Linked DNA regions of Sus scrofa: region 1 is linked to region 2. The links are chromatin contacts, called in public Hi-C maps. All regions are on one chromosome and are shown on one strand. The core of a region is the stretch at or near the end of the contact, and the rest is flanking DNA. Distances in the headings are between cores, read along the strand shown. Region 1 holds the start of ALOX12 (arachidonate 12-lipoxygenase, 12S-type). Region 2 overlaps LOC110256106 (a long non-coding RNA gene).

The links. A called contact is a pair of places that touch in the nucleus more often than the background predicts.
Region 1: a contact with region 2 is called in a Hi-C map of liver, with 3 times the contacts expected there. The contact joins the promoter of ALOX12 here to the enhancer-like site in region 2. A contact is called at or near these places in 7 of 47 Hi-C or Micro-C datasets (embryonic fibroblasts, epiblast stem cells, fetal heart ventricle and 2 more) and 2 of 2 datasets of contacts at active chromatin or transcription factors (alveolar macrophages and skeletal muscle).

What each region holds. Positions count from the first base shown.
Region 1 is chr12:52,400,322-52,405,944 of Sscrofa11.1, reverse strand. It overlaps ALOX12 (arachidonate 12-lipoxygenase, 12S-type), which reads right to left and starts at 4,084. Exons shown (of 14, transcript XM_003483092.4): 1 at 3,932-4,084; 2 at 3,140-3,341; 3 at 1,668-1,749; 4 at 1,430-1,552; 5 at 1,214-1,317; 6 at 814-974. The coding sequence starts at 4,066. LOC110256106 (a long non-coding RNA gene) reads left to right here and starts at 3,456. Exons shown (of 9, transcript XR_002337351.1): 1 at 3,456-3,593; 2 at 3,696-4,311.
Region 2 is chr12:52,364,042-52,369,768 of Sscrofa11.1, reverse strand. The region is part of intron 4 of LOC110256106 (a long non-coding RNA gene); the gene reads left to right. Among named protein-coding and RNA genes, the nearest start is that of ALOX12, 35 kb to the left of the region's middle. Within about 2 kb of position 4,123, at least 41 of the 83 cell types and tissues checked have an H3K27ac peak or open chromatin away from gene starts, as enhancers often do. A contact at or near this core is called in alveolar macrophages, embryonic fibroblasts, liver and 2 more, where this site is marked.

The sequences.
Region 1 (5,623 bases), core at 2,835-5,334, 36 kb before region 2:
GCAGTCCATCGTTAGGGTTCAAAGTCAACCCCCAGAGAGCCGGGGCGGAGGGGGCAGACATTCAAAGACATTTATCTCGCTTCTTGCCACCACCCTCTGCCCGTCGCAGAGACCTAGCGGTGGAACCTGAGCCCCCGGCCCGAGTCCTCTCATTTGAGGGGAAGAAACAGCCTAGTGAGGGCAGACGCCCCGTGCAGGGATTGTAGCAGTGAGTCTGATCTCAGAACCGGGCCTGCTCGGGCCGCTGTGCAAGCTGTCCCCTGTGGGGCTGGCCAGGCCCCTTCCCCACTGTCCCTTTGATCTGCTCCCTGTGTCTGGTTGTGGCCAGCTCAGCAAACCCTTTTTCACTCCCTGTCCGAAACTCACCTCTGCCAGGTAACCCACAGCGGCTCCCCTGCCCGCACGCCGCCGCATCCAGCGCTCACACTGTGCTCCCATCCCGCCTCGCTTGTCCTCCTCCCGTGCCGCTCGGCTCTTCCACACCCAGGCAACCCCCGCAGGTCTCCCCACCTTTCTCCCTGCCCGGGAACACGCGTGTCCAGAGTGCCGATGTCAGCCAGGGAATGTCATTGTCCCCGCTCACATCTCTGGCCCCTTCTGTGCCCCGGGAATCCATCCCGTTGCCCCTGCACGCTGGGAGCTCCTCCTGGTGTCCCCTACAGACCTCCTCTTCTCTGGGTTTTCCCAGCCCTGGAGTCTGGACCGAGAGGCGGCAGGTTGGCACAGCCTCCCTCCCCTGCCCCCATCCTTGGGCCCTCCCCTCACTGCTCTGGCTGCGCCGCCAAGGAGAGAACAGCACAGGGCGGAGGGTACCTCGAGTTCTTTTTCCAGCTGGGCCCGTAGCGCCTCCATCCCCGAGGACAGCACGAGCCGGGAGGGCAGAGAGGTGCAGCGTCTCAACAGCATAGGGTTGGCGCCATTGAGGAACTGGTAGCCAAAGAGTTCATCCTCCTGCCAGTGCTGGCGAACCTGCTCTGTGGGGTCGGGGTGGCGTGTAGGGAGCATGTTTACACGGTCGGGATATTCCTCCTCCAGGCCCTTCCCCAGCGATCCAGGCACGTGACCTCCCCATGTCCAGCCCCTGCCTTTTCATCGCGGGGCCTGTGGGTGATATGTTCTCATCGGGGGGGTGATCGCAAGGGACTGTGGAGTGTGACGGGCGGGTCATCAGAAGGGGCCATCAAGGGTTATAGAGACCTGGGGGGCGACTGACCAGCCAGGGTGCTCTTCTGGCCCCAGAAGATGTTATCAAAATCCTCCAGGTGGTTCCAGGAGCTCAGGAGGGTGTAGACACGCTTGAGGACCATCTCCAGAGCCCTAGGAGGTGGGGAGGCACGAACTCACTCGCTGGTCCCTCAGCCCCTCCCCACGTACCACCACGTGGGTCTCCCAGCCCTTTTCCCACTCTGAGCCCCAGGCTTGTCCTCACCCTGCCTTCAGTGTCCACTCAAAGTCTCTCCTCTTCTCCTCATGGAATCTCACGTTTGGAGGTAGGTCATCCTCACAGCCTGCAGCTATTGTCTGGGGTAACCCTTCCTTCCAGGTGGCCCAGCTAGGACATGGGGACAAGGCTTCAGGGAGAGTGTCCAGGTCAGTGATGGGGGCCGGGTCAGGGAGGGTGGTGTGTGGGGGGGAACAGCTGAGAGGCCCTGCATGTTGGTGGTTACCAGTATATCTGACGTCTTTCTTTCAGTTCCTTTTCTCGATGCTTCTGGAACACGTCCAGTGCATTGTCTCCTGCCAGGCGGGCTGGGGAGACATCAAGACGATTGGCCACAGTTTGTGAGGTCCTGGGCACTCCCCTCCTTGTCCTCCTCTTCCTTTCCGTGGTCACAGGCCTTGTGGTCAGTCACGCTCTGTTGCTTTCACCTCTGGCCTTGCCTCGCTCCATCGGTTCCCCAGACACATTAATCTTTGCCAGCTTTGCCCTCCGGCTTTCCCCAGCCTTGGCGCTCCTCTCTTGCCTTGAGACAGCCATCTCCGGGGTTATACACCCTTCCTGGTCTCTTAACTCCTCTTTTCCCTCCCTGATCCAATGTCATCGATATTTATGGTTGGAAAAATCCCCCTAATTAAGGTGATAAAATCTCCATCACCCATGTGCCCACAGTTATTTTCTCCTGTATTTTGCTTTGGTTCATTTCACGTGTCTTGAGCCCCCACCTGCCACACCTTACCCGCCCACAAGAGGCTTTGAGGAAGAGCTGTATTTGCTTTGTCCCCTGACTTCCCTTTGCTGAGACTTAGCTGCAGAGTGTATATGATCGATTTGTTCCTGCTCTTGTTTGTACTGTGCTCACCCGGCTCAAAGTGGTAGAGTTCATTTGCCTCCGCCACCAGCTCTCCTCATTTCCCACTGTAACAAATTCTGTATTTGCTGTCCTCCTGTTCATCCGCACCCGCTGTTGGCGGGCTCCTGCCCCTCACAGTCTCCTTCCATGTTCTTCCAACCAAACCAGCTCTCCAAGTTTTTTTGGTTTTGTTTTGTCCTTGTTAGGGCCGTACCCACAGCATATGGAGGTTCCCAGGCCAGGGGTCCAATCGGAGCTGCAGCCACCGGCCTACGCCACAGCCACAGCAACGCCAGATCCGAGGCACATCTGTAAACCACACCACAGCTCATGGCAACGCCACATCTTTAACCCGCTGAGTGAGGCCAGGGATTGAACCCGCGTTCTCATGGGTCCTAGTCGGGTACGTTAACCACTGAGCCACGACAGGAACTCCTCCATGTCAGACCGTTTATTGTTTCCCTTTGCTGTCTCCTCTGGGGGGGTCGCTCCCATCCCTAGTCCGTGTGCCACCCTTACCTGTCCTGCCCTAACTCTCCAAGACCCCCTATGGAGCTCACCCCCCCTCCCCCCAGTTCTTATGTTTTCCAGCCTTGCTGCAAGCCCCCTGCTTGTCCTCACCTTCTTGGAGGGTGGGACCTACACAAAGTGTCCCAGTCCGGCCCCACGTGCAGCCTTTTTATTCTGTGTATAAATTTGGCACTTTATAACTTTTTCCCATTTCCTGCCTTCTCTGCATTTAACCTGCTGAACACCCACTTTTTTTCAAGCCCCTTTGATCTTTCTCAGACCTCGCCCCTCCTCCCTTCCCCAGGGCCTGCGCCCCGTCTCCCGACCCTGCCCCTCACCGGTGCCCTCGGGCAGGCACAGTACGCCGTCCCCCTGCACCCAGCGGTAGCAGGGGAAGGCGACCTCCTCGCCGGCTCCAGGGCCCTGCACCGTGATGCGGTCGCAGAACCACGCGTCGTCCACCAGGGAGTGGTGTTTGCGCAGCTTGACGAACTGCAGCGGCCCCAAGTCCTTGGGAGCGTCAAGCCCGAACTCCTCCTCCTGTGGGACCAGAATCCGGAGACTCAATAGCAGGGTCCTGGGGGGGGGGGCGTTTTTGCCAGGGTGGGGGTTGGGGGCCAGACGTGCGATGGGGACGGGAGAGGAGAGGGCTCTTCGTGGAGCCTCCGTTGTCAAGACCTCCAAAGACAGCCTCCGTCCTTCCCTGTTCCTGACACCCGCGCGGTGGGTCTCAGCCGCCCCGTCGCACCGGGAGGAAGAGGGAGCCCGGCGCGCGGCCCGCAGAGACGTGAGGTCTGAGCATCCTCCCCTCCGTGGGTCCTTTAACTGAGCTCTCCCGCGCCCGCGCGCTCTCGGGAGCTTCCCGTTTGACCCGTCATCCTGTATTGACACTAGGGTCATTTGGAGGAGGAGGAGTTGGAGGCTGCGAGGAGGGCCGTCGCGAAGGGAGAAGCAGGTCGCTCCCAGCCCGGGCCGTGCCCCCCACCCCCATCCTCTCCTGGCCCGGGCGCCGCCGCCGTCCCAACGCCTGGCAAGGTCCTGCTGCCGTTTGGCCCCCGGACCCCGCCCCTCGCCAGCCCCCCGCGTCCCGGCCGGGGAGGGGGGGGTCTGGCCCCGCGCCGCCCGCTGACCTGGCCCCGCGCCGGCCGCAGCTGCAGCTCCAGCTCCGTCTCCCCGCGCGCCCCGACCAGCCCCAGCTGCACGCTGTTGAGCGACCCGGCGAAGATCGAGTCTCCGGTGGCCACCCGGATGCGGTAGCGGCCCATGGCGGCTCGGGCGAGGGGACCCGCGCCGTGCGCGCTTCTCGGGGCCGCCCCGGGCGGCCGGCGGCTGTCGAGGCGCCTTAGGGCCGGTCCGGGCCTTTAAGGCTGGGTCCGCGTCCCCGCCCTCGTCCCCACTTTCAGGCGCTCCCAGACCCCGCCCCGGACTAGCCCAAACCTGCAGCGGCCCCGCGGGCTGTGCGGAAGGGCCGCGCCTCCCGGCCGGCCGGCCGGAGCGGAGCTGCGAGAAGGTAAAGGGGCCTCAGCCCGGGTGAGGCCGAGAGGATGGATGCGCCGGGGTCTCTCTGGAACCGCCTGGGAGGCCTGAGGCCAGAAGCCTCGGGGGAGGAGGGAGCCCCGAGGAGGACACTTCCCGAGGGCTCTGGGCCTTTTGGAGAGCTGGGAGGAAGAGGGGGTGAGTCAGTCTTCCAAACGGAGGGGAAAGTCTAAGTTTTTCTGGGTTGGGACCTGGGGAAAACTGGACCGACCCCAGGGAGGCTGTGCTGGGCCCTGGGAATGTCTGGCTCTTAGACCCAGTGCGGCCCAGTAAGGCTTCAGTTCCTGATTCCTATCTCCTTCGAGCCCAGTCTTTAAGTAAGTGGCCAGAGGCCCCCCAGGCCGCCTAGAACCTGGAAAAGTAACAGCTCAAAGCCTTCTCCCTCCCTTCCCCTGACCTCGTTTCAGAGAGGGTGGGGTTAGGACCAGATGCCCGCCAGAGGCTGAGGGAGGCCTCTGAGGCAGGACAGTGAAAGCCTTCTTTTTTCCAGCCTTCAGAGCGGGTGCAGAGAATGTTAGGGACTCAGGTGTTAGGGCTCAGGATGGAGTCACTTAGGGACCCAGCATCCGTGGGCGACTCCCATGGCCTTTCCCCCCTCCAGGTGAATGCAGCCTCTTCCCTTCCTCCCTCCTTCCCTCTCTCTCTTTCTTTCTTTTTTTTTTTTTTTAATCTTTTCTAGGGCCACACCTGCAGCATATGGAGGTTCCCAGGCTAGGGGTCTAATCAGAGCTGTAGCCGCCGGCCTACACCACAGCCACAGCAACACGAGATTCGAGCTGAATCTGCCACCTACACGGCAATGCCGGATCCTTAACCCACTGAGCAAGGCCAGGGATCGAACCTGCAGCTTCACAGTTCCTAGTCGGATTTGTTAACCACTGAGCCACAACAGGAACTCCTTCCCCTTCTTTCTGTTCCAGGTTAATTTTTTACTCTGGCTTCACCGACCCTGGTGCCTGCTTCCCTCACCGGAATTCAACTTTCTCCTAAAAAATCGATATAAAGTTGGTATTAGTCACGAACTTCTACTTCTTTTCTCTTTCCTCTTGTCTTCATCCTGCTCCCCCCAGCTATTTCCTGGTCCTCCGTGGCCCTCAGGGCAGGAAACCAGGGAGCAGCAGTGGAGCCAGTGCTGGTTAGGGACTTTGTAAACATGAGAAGGATGATTCAGGGCTCAGGCTTTGCCACTCACCCACGAAGTCTCTTGCATGACCCTATCTAGGTATTCTGGGCCCAAGTCATATAAATATTTGGCTCATAGAGGATGTGACTGGTGGCCTGGGCTA
Region 2 (5,727 bases), core at 2,874-5,373:
ACTAGGAGTGTTGGAGACAGAAGTTTCCATAGTCAGGCAGAAAGCGAGTTCAACCTTTTGGTACCTGTTTGTTCAATTCAGTCCTCAATGGATCAGATAAAGCCCATGCACCCTGGGGACGGCTGTTTGCCTTACTAGGTTCACTAATTCAAATGCCGGTCTTTTCTAGAAACACCTTCCCAGACTACCCAGAGATAAGCCTAAACCAGTTCTCTAGACATCCTGTCGTCCGGTCCCGTCGACACAAAATGAACCATCACAGAGGGCCAGGAGCAGTTCTGGGATTGTGTGTTACCAATTTAATAACAACCTAACCAAAACAGAGTCTTTCCTTGGAACTCATTCCAGCAAAACTCCCAGTGCTGAATCTCTTTGACCAGGCTTGATCATGTCCTCTTCAGCTGAGAGGTGGTGTGGATCCCAGCTAAATTATGTAGTAATAGTTTAGATGGTTAAAATTTAATGAAGACTAATTATGTGTCAAGTAGTGAATCTGATTCTGAATTCTGTGATTGTGTAACCTTGGGCAATTCCGTCTCCCCAAACCTGTAAAGGGTACAAAATCAGTGTTCTCTGTATTGTTTCTCTTCGTCCTCTTGACAGCTCCAATGAAATAGGTTCTGTCATCATCCTCATTTAACAGACGAAGAAACTAAAGCCCAGGCAGGTTAAGTGTATTATGCGCAAGACAGGAATTAAACAATTGATGAGGTCACTTGTATGGATTGAAAATGTGGGCAGAGGGAGTTTCCCAAAAAAGAATCAGATGCCGCATCTGACCTTGGAGATAGAACCGAGAACAAAACAACCAACCACACAGGATACAGGGATATAAATACTTGAAATGTCTATCATTGATATAGTCATAAAGGTGAGAGAATATATTACACTCGTGTCATAAGAACAGGGTGATATAATTTTAAATATTAAGAGAATACAAAAGAGCCCTTAAAAGTTCAAGCAGGATAGTAGACCTGAAAAATGTGATGCAAGAATTGGAAGATAAACTCGAGGAAATCCTGAAGACGATGAAGAGAGGGCATATGGGAGAGAAAAGATAAGATCTGGAGAATAAGCCTGGGAGGTTCAATCTCTGAATAATAGGAGGTCCAGACAATAACAGAGAACACCAATAAAACAGTACGAAAAAATTGACCAGAGCCAAGGACATGCATTTCTGGACTGAGGGGGTCCTTCAAATGCCCAGAAAAAAAGACAAGAAGAGACCCACCCAGACACATTACCATGACATTTCAGAACGCTGGGGCACAGAGATTTGCAAAGGAAAAGGAGACAGAGATGGAGGCTGGGACCCAGATTTGGCTTTGCCTTCTTCAGTGAATAACACTGGAAGCACGAAGGCAACAGAGCAGTGCCTGCAAAATTCTGAAGCAGGAGTTCTTGTCTTGGCGCAGCAGAAGCGAATCCGACTAGGAATCATGAGGTTGCAGGTTTGATCCTTGGCCTCGCTCAGTGGGTGAAGGATCCGGCGTTGCCATGAGCTGTGGTGTAGGTCAAAGACGTGGCTCGGATCCCGAGTTGCTGTAGCTGTGGTGTCAAGATCTCCGAGCATTTCCCTCCCATGCGGCCTTTCTGAAGAAGCTACTGGAGGCTGTGTTTTGTTTTGTTTCTTGGGTTTTTTTGGTCATGCCTGCAGCATGCAGAAGTTCCCCAGCCAGGGATCAAACCCATGCCATGGCAGTGACCTGAGCCACAGCCGTGGCAATGCTGGATCTTTAACCCCCTGCACAGCCAGGGAACTCTGGAGGCTGTGTGTGGGGGGATTTTTTCTTTCCTATGGCTGCACCTGCAGCATATGGAAGTTCCTGGGCCACTGATTGACTGAATTTGAGCTGTAGCTGTGTCAATGCCGGATCCTTTAATGCACTGTACCAGGCAGGGGATGGAATCCATGCCTCCACAGTGTCTTGAGCTGCTGCAGTAGGATTCTTAACCCACTGTGCCACAGTGGGAACTCCCAGAGGCTTTTTTTTTTTTTCTTTTTAAATGGCGCACCCTAGGCATATGGAGGTTCCCAGGCTAGGGGTGGAATTGGAGTTACAGCTGCCAGCCTACACCACAGCCACAGCAACGCAAGATCTGAGCTGCATCTGAGACCTATGCTGCAGCTTGTGGCAAAGCCAGATCCTTAACCCACTGAGTAAGGCCAGGGATTGCACCTGCATCCTCATGGACAACGGAGTTGTGTTTTTAACCCACTGAGCAACAGTGCACACTCTCAGCAGCTGTGTTGTTTTTTTAAATAGTTGAGTTACAATGTTGTGTCCATTTCTGCTGTACAGTAACGTGAGCCAGTTGTACATGTATATACGTTCTTTTTCTCACATTCTCCCTGGATTTTCTCACAACATCCCTGTGTTTTTTTAACGAGAGAATAAACCAAGAGGAAGGTGTGGGACACAACAGGTAGGGATCTGACGCAGGAGAAAGGAGAGGGGAGTCCTTGAGGTGAGGGTGTTGGGGGCTCCAGGATGACAGCTGCGCTAGTTGCAGAAGGAAACCATTGCGGATTGAAGCAGCGTGACCCCAGAGAGAGAGACAAATGGAGGGCAGCTGCCCCCCTCTGCCCCTGTGCCATCAGGTGGACTTTTAAATCAAGGACAGGGTGTTCAGAGAGACAGGCCCCAGTTTTTCTCTGAACTTCCCCAACGTGCTGATTACTCATGCGTGATCTGCTGTGGATGTTTGTCTACAAATGCTCTGCTTTGACTTTTTTTTTTTTTTTTTTTTTTTTTTTGTCTTTTTGCCTTTTCTAGGGCCGCTCCCCCGGCATATGGAGGTTCCCAGGCTAGAGGTCAAATTGGAGCTGTAGCCGCCAGCCTACGCCAGAACCACAGCCACATGGGATCCGAGCCACTCTGTGACCTACACCACAGCTCACGGCAACGCTGGATCCTTAACCCACTGAGCAGGGCCAGGGCTCGAACCCGTCACCTCCTCGTTCCTAGTTGGATTCGTTAACCACTGAGCCACGATGGGAACTCCTGACTTCTTTGAGGAGTTGGAGCACAAGTCATGTGAACAGAAAACACAGAGGAGCCCCTCCCTCTGACTGTATCCCAGCCAGACACCTAAACCCTGGCCCGTGCTGCGGTGCTGCCACATGTCTCAACTGCTGAGCCTGATGCCCGGGGTTACTCATCGTCTTACTCAATGATTTTCCCATTAAGGCTCTTGTAAAGGCTCCGGGAAGCTGAAGCCAGACAGTGGCCCAGAGTCGGTTCAGCTTCTCTTCTCCTTCAACGGTGGCAGGATCACCTCTTCCTCGCCCTCCTTGACTGGTGCTTGCTACTCAGGTTTCCAAAACAAAGTAATATTTAGGGGTGCAAATTAGGTGGAAATGGAAAGGAAAAATTGGAATGACCAACGCAATAACCATCCCAGCGGTTAGCGCTGAGGGTAAAGACTGCAACTGAGGCGTAAACAGAGGCTTTGAAAAGACTGGAAATGTTTTATATCTCACACTGGGTGGTTGGTAGCTTGCGCTGTTATTGAAGTGGCACTAATTAGTTTACCCCCCCTCCTATTTATGCGCTGCATTTCACAATGACCCATTGTAAACAGCAGGTGCTATCACTCAATAAATAAGGAGATGAACGGGCACCAGCAGAACGAAGAGATGTTCATCCAGAATCTTTGAAAAAGGAAAACACCTGCACAGAGAAAGGGCGGGAGGGACCGTTTGTGTCCGGCTCTGCTGCCGGGAACAGAGATCTGCTTGATTTAACTCGAGAGAGGGGTGGGGATTGTTTTGCGTCTATGTGTGGAATGAACTGGAAGGATCAAACCCAGGAAGTTTTTCACTTTCCCTACAGGCATCTCTGCGTCCCTGTCTGTCTCCTCTGCTCTCTATTGGTTCTACGGTGAACCTCCCCCAAATTCTTTGGCTTAAAGCAACAATCGCCTTTTATTTATTGGCTCTCGATGCTGTGATTTGGGAAGGGATCGGCGGGAACGGCTCAGTCCCGCTCCATCGAGTGTTGGCTGGGTCAGCCTGACTGGGGCTGAGTGACGTTGATGGCTTCACTCACGTGTGTGGCTTCTCAGCTACAGTGTCTAGACCAGCGAGGGCTCAGCTGGACCAATCTCTCCGGGGGGAGCTATTTTTCCTGGTGACTCAGTGCTTGAGGAGAACTCAAGCCGAAGCTGTCAGGTCCCTTAAGCCCCAGGTCCAGAGCTGGCACTGTGTCACTTCCGCTGGATTTTGTTGACCAAAGCGAATTCAGATGACAGGGAGGAGAAACAGACTTCCCCTCTTAATGGGAGAAGTGGAAAGATTACTTGGCAGCTATTTTTGCAATTTGCCATAGCTTTTCTCCTACCGCATAATTTTGACTCGCGCATAATTTTAGTTTGCTCTTTGCCGTAACTCCACTCGTGTTTTTCTGTTAGCTCCAAATTTATTGCTAACCGGTAAGTTCTCTTTTGTATTTTTAGGTTCAAATGCCTAAGAACTAGTTGGTTCAGTTCATCTTTTCACCTCATGCCAGTGGTCAAAGCCTATTTTTTCCCTCAAGTTTTTAGTTTGAAAAATGTTACACTTTCAGGATAGTTGCCTGAATAATAGACCAAATGCCTGTAGACTCCTCACGTAGTCACCAATTTTAACACTTGCCACTTTGCTTGATTGCGCTTTATATAAATGTGTGCAGTTAGTTGAAGACATCATGGCATTTTCCTTTTTTTTTTTTTTTTTTATCTTTTTAGGGCTGAACCTGTGGCATATGGAGGTTCCCAGGCTAGAGGTTGAATCGGAACTATAACTGCCGGCCACAGCCACAGCCATGTAGGATCCAAGCTGTGTCTGCAACCTACACCACAGTCATGGCAACAACGGGTCTGAGCCGCACCTGTGGCCTCTGTCAGAGCTTGCGGCAATGCCAGATCCTCAACCCACTGAGCGAGGCCAGGGGTCGAACCCACATCCTCAGGGACACTATATTGGATTCTGAACCCACTGAGCCACGACAGGAACTCTTGATTATTTCCTCTTGGTTAGAGTCCGCGTGAACCTTTTTGGTAAGAATCGGTGATGGCGTGTGGCTGGCCAGCTGATCGGTTGCTCTTAGACAGTTGCTGGCCAATTGCTTATGTGCATTCACTCCCATCCCCTCTCCTGTCCTCCTCTGGTCAGAACCTTCTGGGTAGCTTCGGCCAAAGGAAGACAGTGGCAGATGATTGGAGAATAGGAGAGGGGAAAGGCTAGGGGGTCCTCCCTGCTTTGTCTCTTCCTGTGAGGTCCTTGACTACGACTGCTTCTCTTTTCTGAAGTCTCCTGTTCCCCCCTGCCAAAAAAAAAAAAAAAAAACAGACCTTCCTGCTATGGGTCCACCTCCCTGGAAATCCCTTTCCTTGCTTCTGGCTCCTTCTGGCTGGTCCCAACCTCTGTGTTCTGATAAAACGTCCTTCTCCCGCCGTCCCTTCAGCCCTGGGGCAGCAGCTGCTCCTGACCCTCGTGAACCTCCAGTCGCCTCGCCATCCTCTGTTTGGCCTCTCAGCTTTTCCATTTCCTGTGGAACCCATTTCCTTTATTTGGTTTGAAAAACTCAGGGTGGCGTCTGCTTTCCTGACTAAACCCTGACTAATACAGGCAGGATGCCTCATCCAGTGACCTGAGGGGTGGCGCTGACGGTATAAACTCAGCAGCATGAGCAGCTGGGGTGGTAAGAGGGGAAATTCCTCCCGAAGGAGGAGCAAGCACTGTAG